Linked DNA regions of Mus musculus: region 2 is linked to region 1. Evidence: chromatin contacts called from public Hi-C data. All regions are on one chromosome and are shown on one strand. Each heading gives the region's core, a stretch centred on a gene start, on an enhancer-like site or on the middle of the called end of the contact. The rest is flanking DNA. Distances are from core to core; before and after follow the strand shown.

Region 1 (3,124 bases), core at 130-2,629:
TTGTAGGAGAGAGGGATGAGGGAAGGAGTTCCCAACACTGGCGAGAGTGGCGCAGCGGTTCTAGAAGGTGCAGAGACACTCTATGGTTTAAGAGCTTTATTATAGAAATGCAGGGGGAAAGAGAGAAGGTAGAAAAGAAAGAGAAAGAGAGGGGGGAAGGAAGGAAGAGGAAAGTCTAGCGAGAAAGAGAGAAGAAGAGAGGAGAGGAGAGGAGAGGAGAGGAGAGGAGAGGAGAGGAGAGGATAGGAGAGGAGAGGAGAGGAGAGGAGAGGAGAGGAGAGGAGAGGAGAGGAGAGGAGAGGAGAGAGGAAGACAAAGAGAAAGGGAAGAGGTGAGAGAAGTGAGAGATGAGAGGACAAAGGACTAAGAGAGTGATGTGCAGGCTGAGCACCCCTTTTTATGGTCTTCACTGTTGCTAGGTAACTGGGGAGGAGTTTAGCCTGAAGGTCAGAAGTTTGAGCCATTGTTTACATGACTACTGACCATGCTTCTCTTGTGGGGACTGTGGGAGGTGGTACCTTAGGCAGGGGCCAGAGTTCCAGGAGCATGAGGGAACGCCTACTGTGTCATGTAGGTGAATTATGACCATCGGGGTTCAGACCTCAGCTCAACTGGAGACCAGCCTGCAATTCCCCACACTCAATGAATTGGGAGAGTGCTTACCTAGGACCTGCCTTCTTCACACAGTGTGAGCATCATGACTGCAGAAACCAACTGCTGTATTGTACCTCCACATCCTCTGGACATTGCACGTGGCCAGAAGAAACGTTAACATCTGGTGGACAACGTGTCCAAAGAAACTAAAGGGGAAGGAGGATAAACAACTCTTTTCTATTCTCCATATCTACATGGCCTCCCTCCTATCAGACCATGTCCATGGAAACATGTAACACTATAGGCCATGAGTCTGCCCTTCTATTTAAAGGTCACAGAGGTCCAGGAGAGTGTGACAGGCAGGAAGGGAAGTATTCTACGAGCCCCAAGGCTTGCCACATACTTGTAGCTAGAGCTAGGTTAGTGTGAGCTCATGTGGGTGCCCCTAGAAGGCCAGCAGCCTGAGCCTGCCAGGATTCTGACTGGCCTAGGGGGATGAAGGAGGGAGCCTCCCTCCCAGCATTATCACACGGCTTCCTCTCTCCTCACTCTGCCTGGCTCATCCTTTTCTGCTTTCAGCTCCTACTGCATCTTCATGCACAAATGTCTAGATGCTCTTGGGTTTAATGCTGCCAGTTTTGGGTTCGGAACAGGACCAAGACCACAATTTCCTAGTCAAAGTGCCAAATTCCTGGGAAAGCCAGATTGGGCGGAGGTGGGGTGGGGAAACCACCTTATTTACACAAGGCTGGATCCTCTTGGCGTCCTTCCTTCAGTTGACTGGGTGGATAGCTTAGAACAGGACTAGGAACTCTAGCATGGACAGTGCCTGGGATTTATAACAGTGCATCTGCTGTTCACTGTTCTCCTGCGTGTCACTTCTCTAGGTCACTCGGCATTTCACACACTGCCTTGCTGGGTACCCAGCACCAAGCTCAGGCCTCACCACTCTTCTCACCCAGAGCCTCCCGCCTGGTCCCCTGTGTTAAGCTTCAACTTCTTATTAAAGATACAGAATATCTATTCTCTTGCCAAACACAACAATGACTATATTGTAATGACTATTCTAGAGGACCAAGTCAAAAAGCCACCTTCTGCATTTGGAATACTACTTCTCATATAAACACAGAACATGGTCATAAATGCCTGTAGCACACAGTTTGTAGCCATTCACTTGATTCTCTTTCATTTTCACTTATTGTGTAACCAATGCCACAAAAACATTAGTTAGGGACAGCACTGAGTAATCTCGTTTATTTATTTATTTTTTAAAGACTCAAGATGAAAGTACGCATGTAATGTAGTAGGTTTCATTACTGACAACTATGAAGGACGTACACATGCCCGCCCCCCCTTAACCTGTGTGCCGTACTGAAAGCATCTAAGAATAAAACATTTCAGAAATCGCCTTGCCCTATGAATCCTCTTCATCTGCACATCCTTGGCACTTACATCAGTGGCCAAGGTATACTAGACATGTCATAAATATTTGACTAACAAAGTGGCTTATATTTACATATTTTAAATCAATACAGTATTTGCATAAGGCTTCACTGGGTTCATTTAAACATGTATATATTGCTTAACAACACATTAGAAGACCATATTCTAACTTTAATGCATACTGAAATCATCTAGAGATTTTACTAAAACAAAGATTCTGACCCAGTTGCTTTGTGCAGAATCCAATAGCACAATTCCAATTACTGTTCAGGGGATGCTGAAAACTGTCTGAGGATAAAAGTAGGTCTGTCTTAATTCCCAGTAGAAGACTGTACAAATACCTAACAGTCTTACTCCTCAAAGCCAATATGCCACTATTACAGAAACAGAGCTGATGATGCTCTTAGGGAAATCATATCTATTATTAGTGTCTGTCATGGTTTGTATATGTTCAGCCCGGGGAGTGGCACTAGTAGAAGGTGTGGTCCTGTTGGAGTAGATGTAGCCTTGTGGGTTGTAGGTGTATCACTGTGGGTGTGGGCTTTAAGACCCTCACCCTAGCTGCCTGGAAGCCAGTATTCTGCTAGCAGCTTGCAGATGAAGATGTAGAACTCTCAGTATCTCCTATATCATACCTGCCTGGATGCTGCCATGTTCCTGCCTTGATGATAATGGACTGAACCTCTGAACCTGCAAGCCAGCCCCAATTAAATGTTGTTCTTTATAAGAGTTGCCTTGGTCACGGTGTCTGTTCACATCTGTAAAGCCCTAAGACAGACAGACTCCACCATTACACAGATGTTTATTCAGTAACTATGGCATACTGCCCAGGTGTCTCCACTGTTTGCTCTGCACAACACCGGGAGCTACAAATCCCTGTTCAGTTACAGCCTCTCCTCCCCTCTTCTTGGCAGCTATGTGCCAAGTTTGATGAACAGGCAAGATCAGAGCAAAGACTGGTTATTTTACTTAAAGTTGGAAAAGAAAAGAAAATCAGAAGTTTTCCTTTGTCCCCATGCTCCCAAACATCCCCGCCATAGCATAACAGTCTGTAGGTCTTAGGAACCCCAATGGCCAAACTAGGTTG
Region 2 (2,961 bases), core at 37-2,536, 87 kb before region 1:
CATTTATTTCTGTACTTTCCAGATCTACAAATGTTGGAGAACCCTCAATAATATAATTAGTTCAATGGTATTATCACAGAATTTTAACTTGGCTCTGAAGTCCATCCCAACTACATTGTTTTCTCCACAAATACTATTCTTTAGGATTTTCTCTCTTGATGAAACGTTTCAATTTTATTAAAAGTTTAATTGTTTTTATTTTATATGTCTGGGTGTTTTGCCTGACTGTATGTATGAACACCATGTGGACACAGTGTTCATGGAGGCCAGAATAGGACATCGAATATTTTGGAGCTGGAGTTACATTACAGATGGTTGTGAGCCACCATGTGGGTGCTGGGAACCTAATCCAGGTCCTTGGGAAGAGCAGTCAGTTCTCTGAATGCAGATCCACCTTTCCAGGTCCCACTTAATTCTTTTCTTGGAAGGTGGCATTACTGAGAACCCAATTCTATCACAATAGATATTTTATTGACGTTTTTACAAGCATATTTTCATTCACTTTCATTCTTTGCTGTGACAGTGATATAAATTATTTCATTATACATTATGTCTCAGAGCCTAGCCTGGTGGCACACACCTTTAATCACAGCACTCAGGAGGCAGAGGTAGGTGGATCTCTGTGAATTCGAGGCCAGCCTGGTCTACAGAGTGAGTTCCAGGACATCCAGGGCTACACAGAGAAACCCATCTTGAAAAACAAAAAAACAAAACAAAACAATTATGTCTCAAAGTTGCTATCTTATATTGGTTTTAAAGTTCATAATTAATTGACATTTTGTAAAGCACCTTCTAAAGGACTCTTCTTGATTTACTGGGCTTATTCTTTACATGACTTTACTATGAAATCTCTGCAAACATTGGTCCCCTTATGCTTTCCTTTGTGATTTATTATAGTTATGTCAGGCTTTTGGTTTAGTACTACTGCCTTCTGGGTAAACAATTTAAATATGTCTCTTCCTTCACAAATTCTCCTGTCACCAATATATAATTAGTTATTAACATTTTGTCTTGTCAACATTTTCATCTGTAGTTTATATTCTTCACACAGGCCCATTCTTTCCATCATCTATGCTGTTTTCATGTTGTGTTTTTTATAACACTCCCAACATGAAGCACACACACAGAAAACTGGTAGCCTATGACTAAGATGCACTTAACCACTGAAATAGATAGTGCAGGACTAAATAGGGAAAGAAAACACAACTTCTGCTTTTTTCTAAGCTTGAAAGAGTGAGTCCAAGATAGAGAGTAAGATACTGGCTTCTGTCCCACTCACACACAATTGCTTAACCAAATTCTCCTGTGAGGGCTCAAGGGCCCTCTGAGAATGCCTAGGAGCACAGTGGGGCAAACGGAAAAGAAAATCTGATTAAACACAAAAAGGGTGTCTGTGAGATTAGTATTCCAAACCACCAGGGATGACTACGAACAAAGAGGAAAGACAGAAGTTACGGTATCGACCATGCTCACGGTGTTCAAGCAGCAGGCTCTGCAGAGGACAGTCAGATGTTTGCCATTGGGGTAACCAATAACCAGCCCTCCCAGGGGGATGGAAACAGAGAGACGAGGCTCACCTTACTCAGCTCTACATAGAAGTAGACACTGCTGTTTCACACCAGGACTGGAGCTACCAACTCTCCTAGCCAGGATCATCACTTTGAGCACCAATGATACAAACATACCAAGTGGACCCAATATCAGGACCCACTCCCTTTCTTACAACCCCACTCACTCCTTGAATTCTGAACCATTTGTATATTGAGCTACTTCACAAGCAGCCATGCACTAATAGTTTTCTGAGCATGCCCATGCACCAATTACCAAATCAGCCACTATAATGAAGTCACTCATGCACTAGTTCCTAGAGTCAAAGTCTGCATCAAAGTCAAAATCTAGAGTCACTGCTATATGGAGTTAACTTAGACCCTAGATCTGGAGCCAAATTCTCTCAGTGAATATCAGCATTACAGGCTCAGTCACATAGACAGCCTCACCCAATGGAAGCACGGTTATTCCACAATATGAACTAATCATATACATATATGTATAATCATATACAACAACTATATGTATAGATCAATTAAAAAAATAAAATAGAATTACTAGTTAAGCGTAGACTACCCCTACAATGTTTTCCCATGGAAATTTGATTCTGCCCCATCAAAAGGGAAAGAGGAAAAGAAGGTAATTAAAAATGGTAACAGCAAATATCAAGAAGACAGTTGCTGTATGCATCATGAGGGGAGATGCAATAAGGCAACCACAACATCAGAGATGTGACTCTTCACCCTTACAGTGGCCTGTAAGCCTGGTACTAGGTGGATACTATTTTTAATATTACATGACTTTTTCTGACATGTTCCATCCACCCGTCCACCCACCCACCCACCCATCCATCCACCCATCCACCCATCTACCCATCCACCCACCCATCCACCCACCCATCCACCCACCTACCCATCCATCCATCAATCCATCCATCCATCCATCCATCCATCCATCCATCCATCCATCCATCCACCCACCCACCCACCCATCCATCCATCCATCCATCCATCCACCCACCCACCCATCCATCCATCCACCCACCCACCCACCCACCCACCCATCCACCCATCCACCCATCCATCCACCCATCCATCCAAGTCTTTTTTGAAATCACTTAGTCTGGGGACTTAGCCTTCAGTGTCCTGTGTATCCACAGTACTCTTCCTTGGGCATTTTCTTATTGTTTTCATGACCTCAGAAAGCAGTCTCTGCTGATCCTCTCGATTCCATCCTTCAGGGTATACCTGACTCATCACTATATGATTTTGTTCAAAATGTTTGCCACGTTTTAAATCACCTCATTACTTGAGCTGGATTTTTGTTGTTGGTTGGTTGGTTTGGTTTGGTTTGGGTACTGTTAGATCTCTCTATGGAATGTAACCTCTGTGTAAATGAGGCATCTGGACTGTT

Evidence for each region. Hi-C and Micro-C count contacts between places; a contact is called where the count stands out from the background.
Region 2: a contact with region 1 is called in a Hi-C map of the C2C12 cell line, with 2.3 times the contacts expected there. The contact joins two enhancer-like sites. A contact is called at or near these places in 1 of 39 promoter capture datasets (macrophages), 1 of 15 datasets of contacts at CTCF or cohesin (pro-B cells), 22 of 484 Hi-C or Micro-C datasets (the Ba/F3 cell line, the C2C12 cell line, CD4 T cells and 14 more), 2 of 115 datasets of contacts at active chromatin or transcription factors (embryonic stem cells and neural progenitor cells) and 1 of 9 other capture datasets (adipose tissue).

What each region holds. Positions count from the first base shown.
Region 1 is chr14:62,891,351-62,894,474 of GRCm38.p6, reverse strand. All of the region lies in intron 2 of Wdfy2 (WD repeat and FYVE domain containing 2), which reads right to left. Among named protein-coding and RNA genes, the nearest start is that of Mir6541, 27 kb to the right of the region's middle. Within about 2 kb of position 1,379, at least 55 of the 459 cell types and tissues checked have an H3K27ac peak or open chromatin away from gene starts, as enhancers often do. A contact at or near this core is called in the C2C12 cell line, where this site is marked.
Region 2 is chr14:62,978,271-62,981,231 of GRCm38.p6, reverse strand. All of the region lies in intron 1 of Defb48 (defensin beta 48), which reads left to right. Among named protein-coding and RNA genes, the nearest start is that of Defb48, 4.8 kb to the left of the region's middle. Within about 2 kb of position 1,286, at least 7 of the 459 cell types and tissues checked have an H3K27ac peak or open chromatin away from gene starts, as enhancers often do. A contact at or near this core is called in the C2C12 cell line, where this site is marked.